Linked DNA regions of Mus musculus: regions 1 and 2 are each linked to region 3. Evidence: chromatin contacts called from public promoter capture Hi-C data. All regions are on one chromosome and are shown on one strand. Each heading gives the region's core, a stretch centred on a gene start, on an enhancer-like site or on the middle of the called end of the contact. The rest is flanking DNA. Distances are from core to core; before and after follow the strand shown. Region 1 holds the start of Tmed6 (transmembrane p24 trafficking protein 6). Region 2 holds the start of Cyb5b (cytochrome b5 type B). Region 3 overlaps Ap1g1 (adaptor protein complex AP-1, gamma 1 subunit).

Region 1 (4,301 bases), core at 1,019-3,518, 2.7 Mb before region 3:
CGCTTCTAGGGTTAGGAGATTCTAGAGGGGATGGGGCAGTGAGGACCGTGTAGAGTTTCTCGCAGGGACGGGAGATTGTTCTGCTGTAAGTACTAGGGTAGCTGCACAAGTTTGTGAATGAGTATTACAAACAGGCAGTGGACTAGACAGGTCTGTTAGCCACTGTTTGCCCAAGCCTTGGTACCAGAGGAGCGCCGTGCCGCATAATGAGCTGAAGGGTTCAGCTCTTTTTGCCCATTTGGTTTTTATTATGAGTCCTCCCTTGTTCAGGCCACACCCCCAAGAATGCCCATCCCATTACCTTAATCGCATCCAGAGTGTCGTTCAGTTGCTTCCTTTGACTCTGCTTGTGATCCACCTCGGGCCCCTCATAGAAGACTCCGAAGTTGAGATACACTTGTATAGAACTGAAGCGATTCTGCTCATTTTTTAGACAAAGCTGATAGAAGCCTGTGGGAATTCCTAGATCTCATTACCAGGTCTTTAGTGCCCCATCCTGTCTTACATTCTCTGTTTAAGAGTCCTGTCTGTCCTGGAAGCACTCTGTAGACCAGGCTGGCCTTGAACTGACCAAGATATGCCTGCCACTCCCTCCCGAGTGCTGGGATTAAAGGTATGTGCCACCACTGCCCAGCCCTTATTTCTCAATTTCATAGAAATGTTTGACTATTATTGTAGCTTTGGAGATGAATACATACCTGTTTCTTGTGTAGCAAAGTTAATCTGGCCCCTTACATCCTGGGAAGTGTCAATAAGGAAACCCTGCGGGGTATGTGCCGTGGCAACAATGTGGCGGTCATGTGACATCCCGAGAATGCGCTGAACCTGCCATCACCGGTAAAAGAGAGAGAGAGAGAGAGAGAGAGAGAGAGAGAGAGATCCTTACTACATCACTCAAAAACCAGCAAGGTGCCAGGCAGTGGTAGCGCACGCCTTTAATCCCATAATTCCAGCCCTTGGGAGGCAGAGGCAGGAGGATTTCTGAGTTTGAGACCAGCCTGGTCTACAGAAAGAACAAACAAACAAACAAACAAAACAAACCAGCAAGGACTGATGCTGTATCTTGTTTGAGGCCAGTGCCTGGGCTACATGAGATCCTGTCTCCCCAAGAGCCCCCACAACCTAAAAACAAAAAACCAACAAAAAAACCAAAGTTACCTCTAACTTTAATATTAAGGTCCTTGGTGGCCTAAGCCCCTTTGGGTGTACTTGCCCAAGGGATAGGCACCTTCCAAAGAGGAACAGAATTGTCTGGGTGCATAGACAAAGCTTTGAGCCGGTTATTCTACAGGTTGTTAGGATTAGCACATGCAGGAGGTCTGACCTTATCTCACCCCATGAACTCAAGTGATTTCACTTAAAATCTATTATGGGACCCTTTTCTGTCTCTCTCTTGTTTCTTCTTTCTTTTTCTTTTTTTCTGTTTTTTTTTTCTTTTTTTTTTTTTTTTCTTTCAAGACAGGGTTTTTCTGTATAGCCCTGGCTGTCCTGGAACTCACTTTGTAGACCAGACTGGCCTCGAACTCAGAAATCTGCCTGCCTCTGCCTCCCAAGGGCTGGGACTAAAGGTGTGTGCCACCACTGCCAGGCTCGTTTCTTCTTTATTGACAAGTTTCTCTGTGTAGCCCTGACTGTCCTGGAACTCACTCTGTAGACCAAGCTGACCTTGAATTTAGAGATCCCCCTGCCTCTGCTTCCTGAGTTCTGGGATTAAAGGTGTGTGCCCCACAATTATGTGACTATTTTAGCACGTGTTGTCTTTCCTCATATCCGAGGAAAGCTAAAGGTTGCCTCTCTTGTCCATTGGATTGGAACACACTTCTGTAGCTTCCAGTTCTAGACCAAGCCATATGCTTTAGCTCCCGTTGCTGGCTGTTCATCCAAGTCTCACCCAGAGTTGCTCTCTAACTGAAGGTCCACTTGATTCACAAGTGGCAGCCACAGCCTCATAGAGAACCAGACCTTGGCTTCATCAAAAGCCTGGCTCACTTTATAAAAGGTATGGCCAGAGGCCTCCACGCACCTCGTAGCTGAAGTAGAGGTATCCCATCTGGTCAGCAAATTGCCAGAAACATTCGATGGCTCCTGGAGAGACCACGATGGCAAAGTCATTCCGATCAGCTCCACGGAAGAGTGGCTGGTCCTTGGAGCCGTGTAGGGGATCTGTCTCCTGGCTCTTAACAGAAGTCACGAGGCTCAGAACTACCAGCTCAGCCACGAGGAGCAAAGGGAACATGCTGCCTTCTGTGGGTTCTTCTGCAGGTGAGCTGCTCACAATCCCGTGGAAAGGAAGTCAGCCAAGCAGCCAGCTAATCATTAACCCCACACGCCACACTTAGGACCAGTTTCAGAGCCATTGTAGATCTTCTGTAATACAGGTGCCATGCACCACAATGCCCCCCCCCCCCTCCGTTGGTGCAGTGCAGGGTCTCCTATGTAACCACACTGTTCTTTAAATATTTCTTTCATGTATACTGGTGCTTTGTCTATGTGTACACCTGCATGCCAGAAGAGGGCATCGAACCCCATGGGACTACAGTTATAGAGGGTTGTGAGGCGCCATGTGGGTTCAATTCCCAGCACCCAGGACCTCCAGAAGAGCAGCCAGTGCTCTTAACCACTGAGCCTCTCTCCAGGCTGGTCTTGAACTCAGAAATCTGCCTGCCTCTGGGTGCTGAGATCAAAGACATTGCCCACCACACCCAGCTACATAAACATTTTAGTGTACGAAGAAGTAGTGCCGGCTGCTTTTATGTCAACTTGATACAAGCTATACTCATCTGAGATGAGGGAGCCTCATTTGAGAAAACGCCTCCATAAAATCAGGCTCCAGGCAAGCCCGTAGGGAATTGATGGGGTTAGTGATTGATGGGGGAGGGCCCACTGCGCTGTGGGTGGGGCCACTCACAGGCTGCTGGTCCACCCACTGCGCTGTGGGTGGGGCCACTCACAGGCTGCTGGTCCTGGTCTCTATAAGAAGACAGAGCAAGAACTGGAGAAAGGGCTCATAAACAGCAGCAGTGCTCCACATCCTCTGCATCAGCTCCTTCCTGCAGGTCCACGTCCTGCATTGAGTTCGTGTCCTGGCTTCCTTCATTGATGAGCTGTGATGTGGAAGCCGAAGCCAAATTAAACCCTTTCCTCCCCAAGGAGCTTTTGGTCATGGTGTTTATCACAGCGGTAGAAACCCAAGCTAAGGGTGAACAAGGTGGTCCACCCCTCCTCTGACTCTCTCCTGCCTGATTGGAAAGCTCTGGAGTTTCTCCAAACCCTGAGACCTTCCATCTCTTCTTCTACTCGTGACTTCTTTGGCACCCACAGAGAGGGAAAAACTATCCAAAATCCTCTATAAAACCATTATATATTCCTGGTCCCATGGGAATAGTTGGCGAAGCTGGAGTCCTCACGTTCTAAGACGGTTTCTCAAGTTGTTGGTTTACAAACTCTAACTCCTGTAACTGTGTGTGAGTGTGTAGCAGGTAAAATAGGATTTCACAGTGTAGACCCAAGCCGGGTCAGCATTAGCCCAAGAGGCTAACATTTTTATTTCAGGAAGTCTATGACGGTCTGGGTAATAAATGCTGCTGGCAGTCTCAGGTACTTGATGCTTGGTCTCCAGTTGGTGGTACTGTTTGCTTAGTTGGTGGTACTGTTTAGTTGGTGGTACTGTTTGTTTAGTTGGTGGTACTGTTTAGTTGGTGGTACTGCTTAGTTGGTGGTACTGCTTAGTTGGTGGTACTGTTTAGTTGGTGGTACTGTTTGTTTAGTTGGTGGTACTGTTTAGTTGGTGGTACTGCTTAGTTGGTGGTACTGCTTAGTTGGTGGTACTGTTTGTTTAGTTGGTGGTACTGCTTAGTTGGTGGTACTGTTTAGTTGGTGGTACTGTTTAGTTGGTGGTACTGCTTAGTTGGTGGTACTGCTTAGTTGGTGGTACTGTTTGTTTAGTTGGTGGTACTGCTTAGTTGGTGGTACTGTTTAGTTGGTGGTACTGTTTAGTTGGTGGTACTGTTTGTTTAGTTGGTGGTACTGTTTAGTTGGTGGTACTGTTTAGTTGGTGGTACTGCTTAGTTGGTGGTACTGCTTAGTTGGTGGTACTGCTTAGTTGGTGGTACTGTTTGTTTAGTTGGTGGTACTGCTTAGTTGGTGGTACTGTTTAGTTGGTGGTACTGTTTAGTTGGTGGTACTGTTTGTTTAGTTGGTGGGACTGCTTAGTTGGTGGTACTGCTTAGTTGGTGGTACTGTTTAGTTGGTGGTACTGTTTAGTTGGTGGTACTGTTTGTTTAGTTGGTGGTACTGTTTAG
Region 2 (3,836 bases), core at 1,330-3,829, 2.6 Mb before region 3:
TCTATCTTTTTATTTCTTTTGGAGGAGAACTGGTTTCTTTGGATTTTTTTTCCTTTGTTTTGAGCCCAACAACAACAACAACAACAACAACAACACACACACACACACACACATTAGGGGCCAGAGAAATGGCTCAGCTTATAAAAATGCTAAAGCTTGATGCTTTGAGTTTGATCTTTGGATTTTACATGGTAGAAGGAGAGAACTGACCACTACAGGTTCTCCTCTGACCTCTATAGGGACCCCTCCCCACCCCCATAAGCAAGTCAATGTACTTTTTTTTTAATTAGGTATTTTCCTCATTTACATTTTCAATGCTATCCCAAAGGTCCCCCATACCCCCCCAATCCCCTACCCACCCACTCCCCCTTTTTGGCCCTGGCATTCCCATGTACTGGGGCATATAAAGTTTGCAAGTCCAATGGGCCTCTCTTTGCAGTGATGGCCGACTAGGCCATCTTTTGATACATATGCAGCTAAAGACAAGAGCTCCCGGGTACTGGTTAGTTCATATTGTTGTTCCACCTATAGGGTTGCAGTTCCCTTTAGCTCCTTGGGTACTTTCTCTAGCTCCTCCATTAGGGGCCGTAAATGTACTTTTTAAAGGTGGAGCTGATGCAGATTTTCCATAAGCCCTAAATTCAACCACGTATAACTTTCTGGATTTTTTTTTTGGAAATCTTACTGCCTCACAAATTTTATAATAGGGTCTGTGGGAGAATGGCGATACAAGAAGCAAGCTCTTTGCTCTGTGTTTCATTTTCACTGTTTTGTAGGGATATGCAGTTTACAAATCTGTGTGCTCACTCCTACATGCACAAGGAAGCTGGAGGAGTGGTCACGTGTCTTCATCTGTCATTCCTCTTCAGGTTCCCTGAAAGAAAGTCTCTCCCTGAACTTGGGGCTTGCTGTTTTCAGCTCTACCAGATGGCCAGCAAGCTCTCAGGAGCTGCCTTCCTCCACCACCACCCCAGAACTAGAATTACAGGCATAGGAAGGCCTGCCGGGCTTTTACTGCCGAGGGAGGGAATGGTTAAGTCGTCACTTTTGCTCAGCAAGTGCTCTGAGTCTCTACTGTGGTGCCTTTCCCCTGTGCTGGCTGGTTTTGTGTGTCAATTTGATGCAGGCTGGAGTTATCACAGAGAAAGGAGCTTCAGTTGGGGAAATGCCTCCATGAGATCCGGCTGTAAGGCATTTTCTCAATTAGTGATCAAGTGGAGAGGGCCCATTGTGGGTGGTGCCATCCCTGGGCTGGTAGTTGTGGTTCTATAAAAGTGCAGGCTGAGCAAGCCAGGGGAAGCAAGCCTATAAAGAACATCCCTCCATGGCCTCTGCATCAGCTCCTGCTTCCTAACCTGCTTGAGTTCCAGTCCTGACTTCCTTGGTGATGAACAGCAATGTGGAAGTGTAAGCTGAATAAACCCTTTCCTCCCCAACTTGCTTCATGGTCATGATGTTTGTGCATAGAATAGAAACCCTGACTAAGACAATGGCTTATAACCTGCAAGCATAATAAACCTTCTACTTCTCCAGCTGGTTTTGGTCAGTATTTATGAGAGCCATCAGAGCAAACTACAGTACATAGTTTGTGTAATTAGGAACTTAGGTTATGGAAAGTAGACATGGTGGTGTCCTTTTAAGCCAGCACATGGGAGGCAGAGGCCTCTGAGTTCCAGGACAACCAGGCTTACATACTGATACATTTCTAAACAAACAAACAAACAATAAAATATTAGTGAAAGAGGTTGCAAATAGTTTACAGAGTCATGAGTGCTAGGTTGTGAAGTAACACCGTGAAACATTTTAGGATGATCAGCCTCTTAGTTTTCACCGCAATTAAAGAGAAAGGCTCGCAACCTTGCACATTAACTTAGAATTCCAAATTACCTAGACTTTTAGCAAGGGTCATTTGAAGTAAATCCTATTTTAGGCCATTTAGAAACTAAAACAGTGTAGATGAGCCCTGATCACTGAAGAATTCAGTTAGAGATTGTTTTGTCAGTAGTGGAAGAAACTTAGGACATCTACCCTTGCCCCAACTGCTGTCCTAAGGCCTTGTACCTAAGAGCCATGGAGTCCAACGCCACTTGTGATTTACACAGTGGATTGCTGGGCTCACGCCTCTCTTAGCACACTCTCTTTAACACACATCCCAAACCTCTGGGCAAGGAAGGTAGAGGTCACCACACCCATTTTAATTGTTGAGCCTTTTGGAGCCTAAAGGGAACCAGTCTGGGGGACAGCAAAGCTTGTAACCCCGGGGGCTGCAATTCTGGATGGGAAGATCAAGGGAAAATGCGGGTCCGTTCATTCGGGGACCCAGGGTGGCAGGAAGGGAAAAGAGACGCTGGAAACCGGCTCTTTTCTTTTAGGGCCGGGCCTGCCCATGGGCCGAGCAGAGAGAATGCTCTCCTGTGGTGACACTTGTCACCCGGCCACGTTTAGGCGCTGGTCCAAAATCACGATATCTGATTGGCAAGGTTGGAGGGGCTGGTCGACGCCGATTGGCCAGTCGGACGTCGGACCAGGTTTACCCGGTTACGGAAGCCGAGGAGGACCCAGCGCGGGCCGGCAAGTCAAGGAAGTTAGCGGTGGAAGCCCAGATAGCGGCGGAGAGGGCTTCGGATCCCATGGCGACCCCGGAGGCCAGCGGCAGTGGCGAGAAGGTCGAGGGCTCCGAGCCCTCCGTCACCTACTACCGGCTGGAGGAGGTGGCGAAGCGAAACTCGGCGGAAGAGACGTGGATGGTGATCCACGGGCGAGTCTACGATATCACCCGCTTCCTCAGCGAGGTGCGGGCCGGGGAGGCGGGAGGCCTCCGCGCGCTGCCGGGGTGGGGGTGGGGAGAGGCCACGCGTGGCTGTCCGGCGCCCGGAAGGAACCGTGACCCTCGGAGGGGCTGCAGTCTCAGCCTCGACTGACAACGTGCGTTTCTCAATGCATGGAGCACTTGCAGGATGCTAGATCACACGCCAGGCCATCAACCCGTTTCCCATAAAGAGAAACTGAGGCTCACGGAGGCCGGGAGCTCTCAAGGGCACACACTTAACGACCTAATCGAGCCCAGTTCAGAACTGCTCCTTTCCAGGAAGTATGCCTTAGAAAGCAGTGCTTTGGGGGGCTTTTATTTTCTAGAGGAGAAGGCAGTTTTTTTAAAAAGTAAAAACAATTAAATTTTGTATGTGGGGGGGGTGGGGGTGGGGGTGGGGGCATCTGCATCTGCGTTTGGTGCCAGAGGTCAGAACCCCAGGAGCTGGATAAGAGGAGGTTGTGAGCCTCCTGATGTGGGTGTTGGGTACTGGATCTTCCGAGAAAACAGAACATGTGCACATGTGCTCTTATCCAGTGAGCTGAGATTCCTCCCACCCCTGTTCCTGGTTAGGCAGTAGAGTGTGTGGGGTGTGTGTGTGTGTGTGTGTGTGTCCGTGGAACTTTTATGTAGAGCAGGCTGGCTTCGAACTCAGGGATCCTTCTGCCTCTGCCTTCTGAACGCTGGGGTTAAATGTGTGGGCCACCAACACCTGGCTTTCAACCCTTTTGTTAGTGCTTCAAATCAAATCTTATTACTCAAGATCTCTTTGAGACTGTTGGGCCACAGATAATTTTCCTCTTTGTGACAGGGCGTTTTTCAGCTTATTACATAGTCTCTGTAGACCTTGAACTTCTAATCTTCCTGTATATGCCTTTCTAGGGATCAGATCGCTCATGCTTATTAGGCAAACACTGTCAACTATATTACACCTCTAGCTGGGGTTTGACAAGTGTATTTGACCATGTAGTCACTACAGTAAGGAAAAAGAACATTTCACCCCACTAAGATGTTACTCTCTTGTTCC
Region 3 (4,095 bases), core at 510-3,009:
TGTTTTTAAAAACTTTGTCCAATTTTATTTATGTATGGTGGGGGAGTGTGCTCAGGTGTGTGTGTAGAGTGGCCTTGTGTGTCATGTTTGTGTAAGTGGAGCTCAGAGTCTATTTTCTTTCTACCATAGGGGTTCCCAGGGTTGAACTCAGGTCATCAGGTGTGGTGGCAATGCCTTTACCAGATGAGACATTTCACTGGCTTTTTACCCAATTTTTCCCCCACCTGAGTTTAACTTTTGTTCTCAATCTGAGCCTGTTAATATTATGGTATATAAAGATATCAACTAATGTAGTAAGTTGTAACAACTCAGGAGAAAAAAAATGTTGCTTTTCTGTAAGCTGTAGATAGCCTAGTATAGGGGAAACTTCAACACCATAGGAGTGAGTCAAATAGGTAACTAATTAATTCTCTGTTCTTATACATGATATATTTAGCATCCATGACCGGAAATTTGTTCCATAAAAACCTATTGGCATTTAAATTGTACTTTGCTCTGGCTTCTAGTTCTCTGTCCGGGTCTTGTAACTCTAGTAACTGTTTCTCTCACACTTTTCTTTCACCAGCCAAGGACTTCTTTCTTCACTGGCTTTTTATGGTCAGTCTCTTAGATGGACTCACTGCAGGGATACCCCAACTTCCTTATTATCTGAGACCTATTCCAGGAAGACATCAGATTCATTTATTGCTTCAGTTCTCTAAAGACAGGGTAAACCAAAGATATTAACAGGAGAGAGCAACTGAACGGGCAGTTGAAGTCAGGGACAGTGGAAGCAGTAGTTCACACGTGTCCCTGGTTCTCTGGCTAGAAATAGCAGAAGAGAGCTCTGATTTCCTGTCTCTTCTTAAGTATCCCTGCCTGGATCCTATCTGTGAGGGAAGGGGCTAAACCTTCGGCCTAGATATTAATACCTTCTGCCGTGAAAAGCTTTGGAACCAGATTTCTAGATTGTCATGTAGAGATGAGTTATATCCCTCAACTTTAGTTCATTTCCTAAACATTTTTAGGGTTACATCTTAATAGGTGGGAATGTTACATTTCCCTTGAGAATGTCTGGTCCCTTAACAATTAACTGGAGTGGGCAAGTCAGTCACTGAGTACCTGCTTTAAGCTATGCTTAAGTAGTAGGAGATATATAAGTATCCTCACAATAAGATACTTTTCCTCCCCAGAATTCTTGCCCTCTGCACTCACGCTAGAGCCCTCATGAAGTTCTGCTGAGTTTGGCCCTTCGCCTTTTCTTTTTGTCTTTTGGGTATTAGCCTGAGCCCAAGTGTGACTGACTCTCTGCTTTAGGCCTTGTATTGTTTCTCTGCAGCTCTCCTCCTGGTCACCATGCTGCTCATCTGTCATGTGACTTATCTCCATGCTGACCTAACTCAATCAACATGTTTTTTGTCTCTTTTCTCTCTCCTCCAGGCTGCTGTCAAGATTTACAGCTTGCCTTCTGGAGTTTTTCTTCAAACTCTATTAATAAATTGTCCTGGAGCTTAAAAATAAAAAATCATGCTGGTGGCATGGACTTTATTTCTGTGATTTTGTGACTGATTACCTAGCTTAAGGTCTTGATTTTTTTTTTCCAAGTTAGATTATGTACATGCTCTTGGACTAGATTTAAGCTTTTCTAACAGTCTTTGTTTGCTTTGTAGAGCTATTGCGTGCTTGTGGGGAAACACTTTTCTAGCAGAGAGCTTCCCTGCTCTTATAGGTGCTGGGGCTAACCAGGGCGTTAGTGCATGCTAGGCAAGCTCTCTACCACTCAGCTCTACTCCTGTTCTTTCCAGTAGTGTTTGTGCTTGACCTTTGAGAGTATCTAGCCTTGAACCTGTACTGATCCTCAACTTTAGCTTCCCTAGTGCTGGAATTCCAGGCTGAGCCACCATGCTTTGCTAGGTAACTTTTCTCCATGAATTGAGTTTTAAGTAAAAGCTTACTTTTTGAACATAGTCTGGGCTTTGGGTAGTCACCGTTCTTGATCAAAATAGTGGCTGTGTTCTCACATGCATTTTGCATTTTTTCTGTTATATACTACATATGCAGCATACCAGTTTGCTTACAAATGTTTTATCCTGAAGCCTGTGTTTATAGTTTATTATTAAAGAAATGACTCTTTAAATAGATTAACTATTAAGCATCTTAATGTCAGTGAGAAATTGTTTAATGCCTTGCTTATTGAAATTTTACTATTTCTTTCTCTCCCTTTCTTCCCTCTCTTCCCTTCCTGTCTTTCTTCCAACCTTCCTTCTGTTCTTCTGTCTCTGATAGGGTCTCAGGTATTTTTTAAAGATTTATTTATTTATTTTATGTATATGAGTACATGTACATCTGGTTGTGAGCCTTCATATGGTTGTTGGGAATTGAATTTTTAGGACCTCTGCTTGATCCAGTTGCTCTGGTTGCCCCACTTGCTCAGGTCAACTCCGCTTACTCAGTCTCCCTGCTCACTCAGGCCCAAAGATTTATTCATTAAGTACACTGTAGCTGTCTTCAGACGCGTCAGAAGAGGGCGTCAGATCTCATTATGGGTGGTTGTGAGCCACCATGTGGTTGCTGGCATTTGAACTCAGGACCTTCCGAAGAGCAGTCAGTGCTCTTACCCGCTGAGCCAATTTGCCAGCCCGGGTCTCAGGTATTCTAAGCCGGCTTTTAACTCCTGACTCTTCATCCTCATCCCTGAGTGCTTGGATTATAGGTGTCTACTACCATGCATGATTTAGGCAGTGCTGGGGAATTGAACCCAAGCCTTCTGCATGCTAGACAAGCACTCTGCCAACTCCACCACACCCTTACCTGGAAGCTTTGGGATTTGCTAAAAGCTTTTGATTATGAAAATGTCATGTGGGCTGGTGAGATGGCTCAGTGGGTTAGAGCACCCGACTGCTCTTCCGATGGTCCAGAGTTCAAATCCCAGCAACCACATGGTGGCTCACAACCATCCGTAACAAGATCTGACTCCCTCTTCTGGAGTGTCTGAAGACAGCTACAGTGTACTTACATATAATAAATAAATAAATCTTTAAAAAAAAAAAAAAAAGAAAATGTCATGTACACAAAACCAGATCACTGAACATTCATGTATTCTTCAATGATCACATTTTGCCCCCACCTCCTGCCGCCCCCTTTTTCTTCTAACTTCTGTCTCCCCAGATTTGGGATTTTTTTTTTTTCCTTTTTGTTTGTTCTGTTACTTCTTTTTCTGGAGTACTTTAAAACAAATCCTAGTAGATGTGTCATTTTATCTGTGAGTGTAATTTTGAGGTATTGACCTGTCACCTTGTGCTCTTGAGCAAATTGCTGAGTTTTTTTAAAAGTAAATTTCTTTATAGGCAAGATGGGGATCATGATCTCTACCTTACTCACAGTGTGACCCGAGGAGGGCTGGGGATGTAATTTACTTAGTAGTAGAAAGCTTGCCTAGCATGCATAGACCTGGGTTTTATTTCTAGCAACACATAAGCTAGGCATAGTGGTGCATACCATTCAACCCCAACACTCCTGAGGCAGAAACAGGAGTATCAAGTTTAGTAGCAATTTCAGGCCAATATGAATAACAAAATGCTGACTCAAAACCAAAGAAAGAACAGAACAAATGATATAATAAATATAAAAATATTTTGTAAGTTTAGATCCTTGACTATTTGTCATAAAATGTAACCATAATACACAGGTAGTATGGATGTGGGGTGTACTCTTTGTGACCCCATGGCAAGCTGATTGTTGATCTGCACGAGGCAAGAACATGACTCAGTAACTGGTAGTGGTTCAACTTCTATTGTCTGACACTGACTTAGAGTTTACTATGTTGGCCTTGAGCTCCTGGTAATTTACCTACTTCTGCATCTCTAATGTTGGGATTACAGGAATGAACTAGCACACCTGAAAAACATAGATGTTCTATGTCCTGTCTTGATTTCTTTAGTAGTTAACACTTTGTGGTCTTTGTAGAAATTTATTCAGTTTTGGGATTTGCACATGATTCTTTTGGATAAGCAAACTTTGTCATATCTAAGCTGGATTTAGCAAGCCTTGTGTTCTTAAAAACCAGCCAGTATTTTATATGGGAAGTTGTACGAATGGTTTGGGGAGCAAAACATA

Evidence for each region. Promoter capture Hi-C pulls out the DNA fragments that hold promoters and counts their contacts.
Region 1: a promoter capture Hi-C map of liver shows a contact between it and region 3, with 4 times the contacts expected there. The contact joins the promoter of Tmed6 here to the enhancer-like site in region 3. A contact is called at or near these places in 4 of 39 promoter capture datasets (the C10 cell line, hippocampal neurons, liver and 1 more), 3 of 115 datasets of contacts at active chromatin or transcription factors (embryonic forebrain, embryonic midbrain and large pre-B cells) and 1 of 9 other capture datasets (adipose tissue).
Region 2: a contact with region 3 is called in a promoter capture Hi-C map of liver, with 2.8 times the contacts expected there. The contact joins the promoter of Cyb5b here to the enhancer-like site in region 3. A contact is called at or near these places in 5 of 39 promoter capture datasets (the 3T3-L1 cell line, the C10 cell line, hippocampal neurons and 2 more) and 1 of 115 datasets of contacts at active chromatin or transcription factors (large pre-B cells).

Annotation. Positions count from the first base shown.
Region 1 is chr8:107,063,376-107,067,676 of GRCm38.p6, forward strand. Tmed6 (transmembrane p24 trafficking protein 6) reads right to left here and starts at 2,269. Exons shown (of 4, transcript NM_025458.2): 1 at 2,024-2,269; 2 at 699-825; 3 at 302-450. The coding sequence starts at 2,236.
Region 2 is chr8:107,148,082-107,151,917 of GRCm38.p6, forward strand. It overlaps Cyb5b (cytochrome b5 type B), which reads left to right and starts at 2,580. Exons shown (of 5, transcript NM_025558.5): 1 at 2,580-2,792. The coding sequence starts at 2,631.
Region 3 is chr8:109,798,817-109,802,911 of GRCm38.p6, forward strand. The region is part of intron 1 of Ap1g1 (adaptor protein complex AP-1, gamma 1 subunit); the gene reads left to right. Among named protein-coding and RNA genes, the nearest start is that of Ap1g1, 22 kb to the left of the region's middle. Within about 2 kb of position 1,760, at least 46 of the 459 cell types and tissues checked have an H3K27ac peak or open chromatin away from gene starts, as enhancers often do. A contact at or near this core is called in liver, where this site is marked.